4 separate regions of the Mus musculus genome follow, and regions 1, 2 and 3 are each linked to region 4. A link is a contact called in public HiChIP or PLAC-seq data. All regions are on one chromosome and are shown on one strand. Each heading gives the region's core, a stretch centred on a gene start, on an enhancer-like site or on the middle of the called end of the contact. The rest is flanking DNA. Distances are from core to core; before and after follow the strand shown. Region 1 has its middle 130 kb from the start of Gm11264. Region 2 has its middle 88 kb from the start of Gm11264. Region 3 holds the start of Zdhhc21 (zinc finger, DHHC domain containing 21). Region 4 holds the start of Nfib (nuclear factor I/B).

Region 1 (3,223 bases), core at 271-2,770, 310 kb after region 4:
CACTCTGCTTCCTGAAGCAGAAGGTTGCTCAGCAATGTTGAATTTTGCTGGCTCAGTACTGACTGTGGAGACCTTTACTCAAGGAGGATGTGGGCTGGGAAGGTAATGAAACTTTCTGTTCCTCTTCCATAACTGAACCCAAGCTCAGTGCCCAGCATGTTGGATGGCTCACAACAACCTGCAACTCAATCTGGTCTGATGTTATCTTCAGGTCTACATGGGAACCATCACTCATGGGTGTATATTCACACACAGAGACACAGACACACGGATACACACATTAATTTAAAGGTAATCTGACATTAGTCAACGTGAGGTCTGAGGTTCTTTTCACTGTTGTCTTTTACAGTTCAGTATAGACTCTGATTCAAACAATCAGTTCATCTAAAACAAAGAGAGATTATTCTCTCCAAAATCTTCATGTATGGTGTGGATGTCCAGATTCTGGAGGCCATGCCCCATGCCTAAGACTTTTCCCCTGATTCCTCTTTACTTATAACCCTAACCTCTGCGGAGAGACTTTTGTTCTTTCATCATCTGTTGATCTATTATTGTCTTACCTCCTCTCCTGTCGCCACATAAATCTGGTTGGTGGTTGGTGGGGTCTGTTTTATAGGGCTTATTAGAAATCACAGTGAATCACCTCTGGTGCCAGCTTTGGGTCACAAAGGAGGTCTGCCAATTTTTCAGTAGCATTCCCATCTTGGGAGGAGTAGGGAGTTCCTCACACTAGACTGTCAAATGACAGAGTGGCTCATTTAGTCAATCAGAAAGACACTTGGTCCACATAGAGCAAAGGGCACAATAGTTGATAGTGTCTGTTGTAAAGTCTCCTACCCCATTCCCTTGTCTCTGTTTTGTAAACCTGCTGCTTGGAGAATGTTCTTTGGAATTTGGTAAGTCCCATGGACGTGAGAGGTCATCTCAGGGAAGCTGGTGTTTGGGGTCATCACGCTTTCTACAGCCTGATGGACAGACAACAGGGAACACGGATTACATTTAAACTCAGCTGCTTGTTCCCGTGAAAGAGTAATTCATTTATAGAATTGTGATTTCTCCTGCAGAAAAAAAACAAAGAACAAACAAACAAACAAACAAACATCCCCCAGAACAAAACCAAACCCAGCTGCTATTTTTGGGGGTAAGAGTTTAAATGAAAAGCCTATGAAAGTAAACTACCCTGCCAGGAAGACTCTCCGTGAGCTTTCCAAATCCGTTCACTAAAGTAGGAATTTGAAAGCTGCACCACAAATTGCCTTTCCCTTCAACCGGGATGCTTATTATGGTCCTGGCTCCTCACTGCTGGCCTATTACTTACACATGAGTTTCGTTACCCTGTATTTTAATTATATGTATAGAGCAAGTTTTATGTTCCCTTCTCTGACTACTCGTAAACTTCACAGAGATCACCCAAAACCATACTGTTCTTAAAATAGCCTTTGCCTCTGTCCTTGTAGTGATACCAAATGACATTCTCTTGACCCAGCTCTGGCTTGTATTAAGTACACTTGGAGACTGGCAGACATGCTCATCCAAACCCCAGCTTAGTTTGAGTTAAGCATACCCCAGTTGCCAGACTCTGCGCCTAGAACACACCATTAGAGACATGTCATATGACTGGCAACAGGCACAAGTGGAATTTCTGCGGCATCCTTTGAACGTTACCAGTGTTTGAGTCAGAGCTGTGGGCTCTGGAGGCGATGCCACTTCTGTTAGCTGTGATGGGAACACGCATGGGTCTGCCTGCTGCTATCTCTAGGTGTTTCCCTCTCTGCTCTGTGCAATCATTCTCTGGTCTGAGAGCCACAAGATGTACGGTTTGTAATTCTGGGGGAAGAGTGCAGCTAACTCGAAAGGCTGGTCCCAGTATTAAATGTCACCAAAATGAGTGAAGAGAGTATTCTAGCCTTGATTTGCAGGTCAGACTGTTACAATTTCACCTTTCCCCATTTCTGCTGCACTATTTCACTGCCATGGGAAACAGTGTAAATCAGCCACTGGATGGCTCACATCTTCCTCTTTCTCCCCTTAAAAATACAAAGCTATCTTCCCTCCTACAGATCATTATGGCTGATAAATCAGAGACTAACCATAATATTTTAGGTGACGTGGCTATAAAATATGATCCGTGAGTGTTTTCCTTTCTGAAACTTCACTAATTGTGGCATAATTCACTATCACAATGTTTTATTTTAATTCACATAAACAGACCAGCTCAGAAGGATTGTTTTAATAGAGGAGTAATATCACATGGCCGTATTTGTTAAAGAAGCAAGTGTTATTGACCCAGCTGAGTATCCTTGGTGGGTCAGGGGCTGTGCCTCAGGTTTGCAGGTTTCAGTGTGTTTTTCTAATCTTCTGTGGCTCTCCCTAGGCGTGAGCACAATGTACATTCGTCTGTCAGCCTGGGACTCATAATGGAATCATTTTAAACTGGCGGTGAATCTTGGCATTCATCGTTATGCTGTGACACAACTAGAAAGAAAGAGAGATGTGTTATGTGTTCCTTTCCCCATGTGGTATCACTGAGGCTGGAGGACCAGTGTGACTGCTTGGCATCCTCCTTTCCTGTGCCTCTAAGTCCACAACTTTGACAATTTGTTCTTTTTTTTTTTTTTTTTTTTTTTTTTTTGTATACAAGTTTGTGAAGTTTTCAAATTCCTGGGTCTTCGATGGTAATTCTTACTGATGAAACGTCTCTGGGAAAAAAGGAATTTGGAATGAAAACAGATGTTATAAAATTCATGTGTTTGACAATATTTTTTTTCTTTAAAATAACAATAAAATCCATAGCTCAAAGTCAGGGAGGCTCCTATCAGGGGTTCTGATGAGAAACACTTGTAGATCTCTCTGACAGAGTACCATGGCAGCAGAAGTGCTGACGACGCCCTGTGATGAGTTGAGTTATGGTCTCTAGCTGAGTAGCTGATTATCCAGTGTTCCTACTCTCCAAGATCTGTTGAAAAGTCGCAGTTGAGTGAGCATGAGGGCTTCCTGGTATGCATGTGAGGTGCGTAGAGATGCCCTCTGTGGGGCTACAGGCTAAGGGACCATGTGTGCCACAAAACTTCAACTTGAGCTGAGCCCTTGGCTGGGTTTCTGGGTCAGGGCCTCAAGTAGTTCCCAGCCTTTTCCTCTTGTGGTTGCCGGCTTTCTAATTTTGGTTTCTAATTGTACCAGCCATTTTACCACAAGACCACAGCTGTAAGGTGGCATTTGGAAA
Region 2 (3,199 bases), core at 470-2,969, 350 kb after region 4:
CATAAATAAAATAGCCACCGATGGATCTCGATATTTGTTATGAACAAGCATCAGGGAATCACTTTTTATTTTACTTGATTGATACTTCACAAAAGTAGTATTTAGCCAAAACTGCCTCACCAGGCATGCTGCAGTTTAACCAGTTTGTCTCTGCATTCCAGGAGAAGACAGAACATTTTACAGAGGTGCCTGGTACAACATCACTGACTGATATGTGTTTGCCCTAGAATACCAAGCCTGAAATTATTCAAGACATTTATTACCTTTATACTTGAAAAACACATACTTCTTCAGCAGTAACTCAGATGTGGCCTGGGGGGTGTCTTTTCAAAGGTGGCGGCAATCTTCAGCCAACCTGCAGTTGGGCTGTGTTCAGGAGTGACACAAGCTATGTTTTCTATGACCATGGAAAAGCCAGTGTTGATTTTTTAAAAAGAGCTTAGCTAGAGAACACAGAAGAACAGAAACCATAAATGCCAACAGAAGTATTTAGTATTTTAATTGCAGAAGGATCAAAATGGTTTTTAATTCAGAACAAATGTTTCCCAAGTATGATCCACTTAAAAACATATATATATATATATATTTTAGTACAAGTGACATACACAGAATTGCTTTGTTTTGAAAGAAACAAGAATCATGACTTGAGCTCCAAAAGTCCATTCATGTAGGGAGGAGGAAATACGATTACAATACAAAGTGTGTGGGACAAAGGGAGGAGCTAGCCTTTATTTATTTATTCATTAATTTATTCTTTTATCCATTTTTTACCTGTTCTTGCTACCTGACTGGAGAGAATTCCCTCCTATATACTGTTGAGAAGAACAACAGAACAGGAAATGAGCAAGGTAAAATATAGTCTGTAGAATATACACATTGTAGCTGACAAGATCATGCTGGACACAGAAGGGTCAGGTGAAAATCCTCACTCTGTGTCTTCCATCCCAGGTCCTCTAAGATACAACTTCTCCATGTCTCAGTTCCCTCCCTGCAAAATGGGGACCACAACAGGACACATCGTGGGGTCTGATGGCAGGAGGAAGGGGCTGTGTAAAGCGCATAGAACAATGTCTGCTCCAGAAGCAACTTTTGCATCCAATGTTGAATCCTATGCATCCGATCCCCAAGACTTCTTGGTGATTGGAGATGAGAATGGGAGACAAAGGAGTCATATCGAAAGGGCACTGTGATCAGAAATAAAGTGAGACATGTTTTGACACGTTGTGGCATTTCAAAAGACTGGATGGTGACAAAGGTACACATGTGTCCGCAGCAAACGTGGCAGGGGAGGGGGACGTCGAGGGTGCTCCACTGAACAGCTTTCAATTAGGCTTCCGTGGGAGGGAGGAAAACTAGAATTCACAGGGAAGGAACTGGCTGATATTATTATTATTTTTTGATGCAGCATTCCAGAAAACATAATCAATGGCACCCGTCCAGTTCCCATTTAGTAACCAAAGAACTAGCTGCAGCTGTTTTTATGCCTGGTGGTGCCAGTTTGATAGTGTATAATCATATTTGCATAAAGATAAAAAGGAAGGTGTTATAGAACACAGTTAAGCCTATGGTTTCACCATGAATTAAAGGTAATTTCAGACTAATTAGGTATAATTTGTTAAGGAATTCTTCCCAGCAATGATGACTCTGATTTTGTAATTACAGGACAATGCTTACTGTGGCTTTCAAGGCAGGAGAAAGCACACCCGAGGGGGTCGTGTCCCACACTAGGCGGATCTAATGGTGCCACAAAAGACAGGTGTTTCGTCAGATTTCAGCCACACACTTTCACACCTGCAACACATTAACTACAGCAAGGATGTTAATGAAGACCAGGTGCCTGTTTTCCAACCTAAGTGAGGAACTGCCACGAGGCTGGCTGTTTGCTACCTGACATCTACCCAGGATCTCCAGCAGGGTCCTCTGGTTGAAGAGGGGACCAACTGAGCAGGCCAGTGAGGGACTAGTCCTATGGAAACTAGGGTATCAGTATGGAGACATCAACCTTCCCTTATGGTCCTGGGTTGTGACTTCTTTGCCAGGTCAGATCTCTGCAGTTTTCATCCTAAGATAACGAGGAACTCTTCCAGCAATGTGTCTCTGTTCTGTAGGCTGCTTGAGCACAGAGTGCAGTCTCCCAGAGCCCTGGAAATTGCTGATCTACACAATCTACAAAGTAGATTTCTGGAAACTGCTGTGTTATCAGCTGCTACCAGGCAAAGTTTGATTGTGTAGCAACTCAAGTCTTTTCAAACTCAAGGTTTGCCATTGCTCCCAGAAGCAGGTAATGGGCGCCTTGAGCAATCTCTATTTATTTTAATAAGGCACAAGGTTTTCATTGTGTGCAGACTATATCGTTTTAATGCTTTCTGTTATGAAACACAAAGTCTTTTCTCTCCCCCTTGAAATAAAAATCTTAGCAGTGGGGCTTTCCTCTCCCTTCTAGCCTTTTCTGTTTTGTTTCTCTATTTTCAATACTGCAGTTAGCAACACTTAACAATTTTAGTAGTTAAGTAAGAGAGTAAGGTTGTCTAAGAAGTACAAAAATATAAAAAAAAAATCACAAAATAAAGTTGAAAATGGGGGCCGAAATGAACAGGCCTAGGTTCTCAGAAGCAGGAGGGGAGTGGGCAGATGCGTTACCAGTGACTTCTGGCCCAAACTGGATCGCTGCTTAACCCTGGGAGGTGGGAGAGGGCAGATATCAGAATGCTTGGCAAAGCACAGAACTGCAGGTCCAGTAAGTTAGGAAATGATAGAGTTGTGGGCTTTTAGTGGGGCAGAAGCTAGTCTGAGCAAGAGGAATGACAGGTAGATCCAGATCTCCAAGGGGAAGACATGGAAGCCCCAAACTCAGATGCAGATTGGTGCCCTTGAGTTGAGCTAATGGCAATATATGCAGCTCATTTGTTCTTCAAACTCTTCAGGCTTTGTTTGCATGAAGTTCCCCAAGAGATGGAGGTGCTTTGTTGTTGTTTATTCATGAGTCACACCAGCAGAGGCTAATAGGACTGAGAGATCCTTCCAGAAAAAAAGGTAGGCATCTGGGTTTCCCTTTTCACATTCACCCACCAAGTGAAACAATGTTATTTTTTTGGTTTGTTGGATCAGTTTGGTGGTCATCAAAGATTCTATATGAAGAGTGGTTGTATATGCAAAAACAAACAACACCCCCCCCCCCCCAAAAAAAAAACCAAACAAA
Region 3 (3,519 bases), core at 591-3,090, 350 kb before region 4:
ATATATTCAGAAAAGAACCTAAGGATGAGTCAGAGCAAAGTGAATTTATTAAGTAGCGATAAGGGACAACACAAACTTCAGATTTAAGCCCAAGTACAGGTAAGACTGTGGGACAGAGGACACACACATACACACACACACAAGCACAAGAGAGGAAGCCAGTCTGTCTTGAGGAAAGGACAATAGTACACATCTGAGACGTGACTTTGTGTGTGTGTGTGTGTGTGTGTGTGTGTGTGTGTGAGAGAGAGAGAGAGAGAGAGAGAGAGAGAGAGAGAGAGAGAGAGAGAAAGAGCAAGAGCGAGCAGTTATGCTGGGAGTCTTTATGGTATATATATCACATATGCAATATATACATATATGTGCATATATGTGTATATGTATATATGTATACATACACATATAATTCTGCAGCTAAGTTAACTTGCTCAAAAGATGTAATTTACAAAGCTTAAGAACTAAGAACAGTTTAAAAATAAAGGAAAGTCATGATTTACTTATTTCTCTTATCTTAAAGAACGCCCCTTTTGTAAAGAAGATTGTCAGGTGGTTTTATGAGGCTTCTGTTTAGATTTAGAGTTGAGAGAGTACTGCTAACAGGGTTAAAGTCAAGGCTGCAATCACCCTGGCCCTGAGTAGCTGCCACAGTGACTGTGACACTGTTGTTTGAGATGTAGAGGGAAGAATGAGCACTATCTTGGAGACAGCCTTGGCTTTAGTGGTTGTGTTGATGTTTCTTGACACACAGCCAGGAGGAAAGCTAGGTCTCCGCGTGAGAGGCCTCCCCCTTTCCCACACTCCCTTGTTTTCTTTGTCTTCCTATCCTGCCCCTATCAGTGGGGAAGTAGAAGATTTTTTTTTTTTAAGGGGAATGAAATTAAGGGGATTTGTCAGGAAATGGAACAAGCTAGTTGAAGGTAACTTTAGAGTTAGTACAGCTGTCGTCCCAGGACCTGAGTAACAGGTACCACCGGGAACAGTTTGTTCTGGAAGGCTCTCAATACCATTCAACAAGAAGTACAGACTTCCTACAGCAGGGAATTCCTCTCCCATCCACACATGATCTTCTTCTGGGACATGTAGGCATAACCAGCTATCTCCATACAGTATAAACTTTTCCACGGCACTATTTAGGAGTGACGTGCAAAAAGCTATATTATTATATTATATATAATATAACATATTATATTATATTATTATATTTATATTATATTATTGTATCTCAGGCGTTTGTGAGGATAACAGCTTAGATTGGGAGATGGGTTATTTGAGCTGTTGCGTTCATTAATTTTTTTTCCTAGGTGTCACTGATTGGAGCGCTGACAATTTATAGAGATTATCTGAAATGCATTTAAAAATGATTTGAATGCGGATTTAGGTTGCCAACAAGAATTGGAAAAACCTCCAATGGCTGGGGTATCCCAAAAGAGGGTCTGAAGGCCCTAAAGATGAACACTGCTGCTTTGGGGTGCACTGATAGGTGTCACCTCCAGATCCTGAATTAAAATTCAGGTACGGAATGAGCAGGCCTGAGACTGCATTCTCTCCAGAATCCCAGAAGATGTCAATGTTGCAGACTAAATTTTGAAGCAAGGTAACATTGGAAAATCCATAGCTGTCACTGGGGAGAGAGGCCTGTTCCCCGACAGAAGGAGGAAGCGAGCACTGCTTAAGGCTGAGGCTGGTCCTAGGCAGGGAGGGTGTGGGGACACGCGTGTGCGGCCGCCTGGGCAGGGCCGGGATGCAGGGCGGGGAGGCACAGGTAGGTTAGACGAAGGTAGGCCGGGCGCAGCGCTGGGCTGCGAGCGCTTTCAGGTCTTTCGGCCCTCGGCGGCTCCCATCGCAGCTCCGGGGCGCGAAGCGGAGAGGGCGACGGCGGCCGTGCCTCCGCGCGGGCGCGCGGGCATGCCGACACCCACTCGGCCGGTCCCGGCGCCTCGGCTCCCGGAAGCGGAAGGGGACTGCGGCCCGGCCTGGGCGGCGGAGGCGCGGAGCCGAGTGGAAAGCGGCGGAGCGGGCGGCGGTGAGTGTGGGCCGGCGGGCGGTCCCGCACCTGCCATGCAGCATCCCTCCCGGAGACCGCGGCCCTGAATGGGCTGGGGTGGGGAGAGAAATCCGCCGAGTTCTCCCCGGGACTCTGGCGTCCCTGCACCCCCGGGGCCCGGGCTGTCGGCGTGACCGAGCGTTTCATTCATTTCGAGGTCGCTGGTGCGGAGCTGCAGAGGACCCTCTGGGAGAAAACCGTGCACCTCCATTGACCTTCTCCCTCCTCTCCCTCGGCCGGCCGCACCGGCTGTTTTGAGAAAATGGCTTTCCGCATGGCAGCACTTTGCACTTGTTACCATTCCCTGTAATCACTCGCTGAACGTAACCTGCGCTGGTCGTTTAAAATTTATGGTCTTTTCTCGAGATGTATTTGGGTCACATTTTAAGATACCGTATGAGTCAGTGGAAGATGTTTGTATCTCCAGGGCTAAGAGGACCTGGCCGGTCATTACTTGAAAATACTGCAATATAGCAGTTCATAAAAGTACAGGAGGGGCTGGGTAAAAATCAAGGTCATTGTGGGTGGGTCATAAATCAGTGTAAAGTTTCAGCCCAAAATAAGGGCAAATAAGGGTAATTAAGTGTAAGTTTAAAAGACTTGTCCAATGGGTCCTCCACCCACTGCTAATATGCATACCCCTCACCCTCCCCCCCCCGACCCCAAATTCACTCCCTACTTTGTGGTAAAAGATAATGATAGCCGTTACCATTTGATGACTGCTTAGTGTGTGCCATTCCTAGATGAAAGGGTTTGGTGCAGTATCTCATTAAGTTCTTCCAGAGCTTGAGATCCACGGATAAAGTTCAGAGGGTACCCTGTTGCCACCTTAGTTGTGCCCTCTCAGTAGTAAGGCTTTTGAAGAGGAGAAGTGGTATGAAATCATTTGGGGGAAAAAAAAAAAACCAGATACAGTTTGGAGTTGAAGACAGAAAAGCCAGATTCGCTTTTGGTTTCTGTACTATCCAGCTATGGGGTCATGGGTAGGCCAGGGATCCAGTGTTATTTTCTCATCTATACAACTAGGTAGCCAGGCTACGTTTTTCTAAGCGGTGATCTTTCAAGCTTTCTCATGTCTGTCTGGGAAATGTCTGCTTTTAACTTAACACCCTTTTGACATGGTGAGGAGGATCCACGGTGAACATTTACCTCATGACCAAAAAAAAAAAAAAAAAAAAAAAAAACAAAACAAAAAAAAAAAAACAAAAGAAAGACCTCCAGAATTCAATTTGACTGTAAAACAGCAGAATTATATTAGATGTCTTCAAACTATGGAGAGCTCTGTTAATACTTAAGGAGCTGTAGCTAGAATAAACACAGTGTACATGTTTAAGAGAAATTGATGTCTAAGCAAGCTTTGTTTACTTACGAAAATTTAAATACCTAAGTACCTACGTATCGGTACGTCCATTAGGATCCAGACAAAAAGAAATCAGTTGGTCATAACCTTTTCACTTATGTGCCCACTGCCTGAC
Region 4 (3,242 bases), core at 107-2,606:
GGTTAAAAAGTGACCATTTCATGGTTGACTTGAACCTGCCTACTTTTCTTGATGTGTCGTTGTGAAATGCTTGATGTGGGTAACTTCCACTTGGGGAAGGAAAAAGTCACTGGTTCTTTCAGGTCCGCTGGGGGAGGGCACGGTGGTCAGGAGTGCGAGGACTGGAGAAAGTTGAGGGGGGGAAAGTCCAGGACGCGGGGTGGGAGCGGGAGGCCGCGGGGGGCCTGGAAACGCTCGGCGGCCCCAAGCTAGGGCGACATGGAGCCCCGGGCGCTCACTTTTCTTTCTCCATTGTCTGGGGCAGCCTTTGATTCCTCCATTTCCCCACCCACCCCTAGCGGAAACCCGGAATTTGGGGGGCGGTGTGTGTGGGAGAGAGTGCCCGCGCGAAAGGGGGTGCTGGCCGGTCGCCTCCAGGGTCCCGGGAATCAAGTTCATTCACTCGGCGGGGGGCGGGGCGGGGAGCCGGCGGGAGCCGCCGGGGAGACCCGCAGCCGCACACGCACCCCGCGCGCTCCCGCCCCGCAGCCTCGGGCGCGCCGCGGCCCCGCCCTGCCCGCACCCCCGCGGGAAGGGAGCCGCTTTCCGCCGGCGCCCCGGGCTCTGGGGGTGGGGATTGGGACGCGGCCAGCGCGGCAGGAGGAGGAGGAGAGGAGGGGCGAGCGGTGGCGCGGCCTTCCCGCTCCGAGCGCGGCCACGTGCACCGGGCGCCGGGGGAGGGCGGGCCGCTGCGGCGAGGCTCGGGGGACCCTGGGGACCCCGGCGCCCCTCTCCGATCGCCAGTGCGAGCTCCGGGCTGGGCTGCCCGCCGCGCCCCGGGCTCCGCGCCCGTCCGCTGCAACTCCAGGAGGCCAAGTTCACTCTGGCCCCCGCCTCCACCCTCCCTCTCCCTCCAGCCGCCTGGGGTGCTAGAGTCGGCGCCCTAGCCCCGGCTCGGGGCGGCCTGGGTGTGAGGGAATTTTCCATTCGTTTCTTTCTTGGGCCCAGGCCGGTTCAGGGCTTCTCCCCTTAGGATGTTCTCGCGTCTTGAGCGTCTGCAGCGAGCAGTGAAATAACCTCTCCCTGGGCGGGTTTTCGGGGGTAAACGAAGAGTGGCAGAGAGAAGAGCTATTTTTGAAAAAAGAAAAAAGAAAAGAAAAGAAAAGAAAAGTCCCAATACTGTGGCACCGGTCTGATACCTTTAACAAATGAGGGGGAGAGACGCGAGGGCTGGGGGAGGCGCGCGGGAGGAGGAGGAAGGTGGGGGGCGGGGGGTGTGGAGAGGCTGGTGCAAAAGGAACGCGCGTTTGCAGGAGGAGGAGGAGTAAAGCGGTGATTGTGTAATTAAATAATAAAACAATCCTTAAGTCTGATTTGGAGAGAGCTCGAGCGGGGTCCAGAGGGTGGAACCGGTGAATCTTTCAACTTGCAAGTTTTTCAAGGAAAGAAAGCGAGAGAGGGAGGGGGAATAGAGCCCAGGACAGAAAAGAGGAGTTTGCAGCCAAGCGGGATCGATCGTTTGGGATTTTTTTCAGGAGGTCCTTCCGATCCTTTCCGTGGGCTGTGGCCAGCGGCACCGGCAGCGGAGTCCACGCGCGGCGGGTCAGACCCGGGGCGAAGCGGGCGGGCGGCGGTGCGGCGGGGCAGGAGCGCAGCAAAGGCTTTTCCGCCCGGGAGCTCCGCGCCTGCGCCCCCTCCCTCACCCCGGCCTCTCCCTGCTCCCCCCCACCCCCACCCCCACCCGGCCCTCTCCTGCGCGCGCCCCGCCACCCGCGCGCACTCGCTTGCGCTCCCCCTCGCGCACACACGTGGTCGGCTCGCAGCAAAGTTTCGCCTGCGATCGCCACTCCCGGATCCTGCTGCAGTGTTGGCGGCGGTAACCTTGAACTTTACCAGCGCGGTGACACATTCTCCTCGCTTTCCCCACCGCCTGGCCTCCTGCGCCCCCCTCCCCGCCTTTTTTTAAAAAAAACATTTCACCACCCACCATCACCCCAATCCAACCCACACCGAACCCTCGCGCACCCCAACCCCCAACAACAAACAACAACAACAACAACTGCAAAACAGAAAACAAATCCCCTAAACCAGGCGACCAGCAGCCTGCACCAGCGGCGGCAGCCTCGGAGAGCTCGGCCGGCGCGCGCGAACCGCAAGAGGGTTAAAAGTGTAGATTGGATTTCACCCCGGGAAATCTAGCTCGCCGAGTGAACTTGAATCTTTGGCTATTTAAGGAGGACTGGGTTTGTTGCGAAGTTGCGGTGAACCGGCGCAGTGCCCCGTCCTGATTGATCGCATCGCTGGGCTCAGATGACTGTAAAATGAATAGATGAAATCCTTGCTTCTGGAAGATTTTCTTGGGCATCTCCGGGAAAGTGCGTTTTAAGGCGAAGTCATGATGTATTCTCCCATCTGTCTCACTCAGGTACTTATCTTGGTCGCTTTCTCGAGCTTTCTCTGGCCCCAGACGCCTTTGTTGTGTCTTCTTGCTCTTGTGCTGCAGACCCTCAAAGGCTTTGCCTAACCTTGGCACACCCTGGTCTTCCCCGAGAAGTAGTGCGGAGTTGCGGTGGGCTGTGCGGGCGGCGTGGGACCACGGCTGCCGTGTGCGCCCATCCCAGCGCCCGAGCGGGGAGAGCCGGCACCGGGCGGGCGAGGCTGCTGGGGGTGGGCAGGGCCGAGACCTGCGGCCGTGAGCCCCTGTCCGCCCCTAAGGAGATTGCGGCGAAGGCAGCGGCGGCGGTGGTGGCCGCGGCGGCACCCTCACTCCCTGGCCGGTGCGCGTGGGGCGGACTCCGGCTTGGGAGCGTCTGTAGATGGACTCTTGGGCAAGGGGCTGAGAACTAGGCTTGAGCGCCTTTGGACTCTGCTGCCCACAGTGGGCGGGTGACGCCGCCAGTCTAGGTGGTGGTCCAGAGGACTTATTACTTTGCGTTTTGGGGTGCCTAAAGTCCTGTTCTACAGTGACCCACATTTCGGGTTTTTAAAGACCTCACTTCAGAGGCGATCTTTTACGCTGACAAGAAGTTGAAGTGTTTGTGGTGAATTTTTAGGACTTTTAGGACACGTTTGTTTTAAAAGTGAGACTTGTTCATTTGATGATATTTGAACATCGCTCGCAAGGCATAAAGTAGTATCAGAAAAGTGAGATTTTTTTTTTTAACTTGGAAATTTGCCTTAAGGAACAACGTTAGGAGGTAAAACACTGTCTTTATACCTAAAAACCCAAACTAGTTTCTATCCCTTCAGTCAGATGGTAAAAT

What was found. HiChIP or PLAC-seq counts read pairs in DNA pulled down with a chosen protein or histone mark.
Region 1: a contact with region 4 is called in an H3K4me3 HiChIP or PLAC-seq map of neural tube, with 4 times the contacts expected there. The contact joins the enhancer-like site here to the promoter of Nfib in region 4. A contact is called at or near these places in 11 of 39 promoter capture datasets (the 3T3-L1 cell line, 3T3-L1-derived adipocytes, the HPC-7 cell line and 7 more), 4 of 484 Hi-C or Micro-C datasets (the HL-1 cell line, cardiomyocytes, granulocyte-monocyte progenitors and 1 more), 4 of 115 datasets of contacts at active chromatin or transcription factors (embryonic limb bud, embryonic stem cells, extraembryonic endoderm stem cells and 1 more) and 1 of 9 other capture datasets (embryonic stem cells).
Region 2: an H3K4me3 HiChIP or PLAC-seq map of embryonic limb bud shows a contact between it and region 4, with 5 times the contacts expected there. The contact joins the enhancer-like site here to the promoter of Nfib in region 4. A contact is called at or near these places in 10 of 39 promoter capture datasets (the 3T3-L1 cell line, 3T3-L1-derived adipocytes, the HPC-7 cell line and 6 more), 6 of 484 Hi-C or Micro-C datasets (the HL-1 cell line, the N1E-115 cell line, adipose-derived mesenchymal stem cells and 2 more), 8 of 115 datasets of contacts at active chromatin or transcription factors (the NIH/3T3 cell line, T-cell acute lymphoblastic leukemia, embryonic forebrain and 5 more) and 1 of 9 other capture datasets (embryonic stem cells).
Region 3: a contact with region 4 is called in an H3K4me3 HiChIP or PLAC-seq map of craniofacial prominence, with 4 times the contacts expected there. The contact joins the promoter of Zdhhc21 here to the promoter of Nfib in region 4. A contact is called at or near these places in 3 of 39 promoter capture datasets (the HPC-7 cell line, frontonasal cranial neural crest and hippocampal neurons), 4 of 484 Hi-C or Micro-C datasets (the HL-1 cell line, cerebellar granule neurons and embryonic stem cells) and 3 of 115 datasets of contacts at active chromatin or transcription factors (astrocytes, craniofacial prominence and embryonic forebrain).

The regions. Positions count from the first base shown.
Region 1 is chr4:82,196,163-82,199,385 of GRCm38.p6, reverse strand. No RefSeq gene overlaps it. Among named protein-coding and RNA genes, the nearest start is that of Gm11264, 130 kb to the right of the region's middle. Within about 2 kb of position 1,520, at least 27 of the 459 cell types and tissues checked have an H3K27ac peak or open chromatin away from gene starts, as enhancers often do. A contact at or near this core is called in cardiomyocytes and neural tube, where this site is marked.
Region 2 is chr4:82,152,426-82,155,624 of GRCm38.p6, reverse strand. No RefSeq gene overlaps it. Among named protein-coding and RNA genes, the nearest start is that of Gm11264, 88 kb to the right of the region's middle. Within about 2 kb of position 1,719, at least 7 of the 459 cell types and tissues checked have an H3K27ac peak or open chromatin away from gene starts, as enhancers often do. A contact at or near this core is called in embryonic limb bud, where this site is marked.
Region 3 is chr4:82,857,994-82,861,512 of GRCm38.p6, reverse strand. It overlaps Zdhhc21 (zinc finger, DHHC domain containing 21), which reads left to right and starts at 1,840. Exons shown (of 9, transcript NM_026647.4): 1 at 1,840-2,023.
Region 4 is chr4:82,503,893-82,507,134 of GRCm38.p6, reverse strand. It overlaps Nfib (nuclear factor I/B), which reads left to right and starts at 1,356. Exons shown (of 12, transcript NM_001113209.2): 1 at 1,356-2,404. The coding sequence starts at 2,375.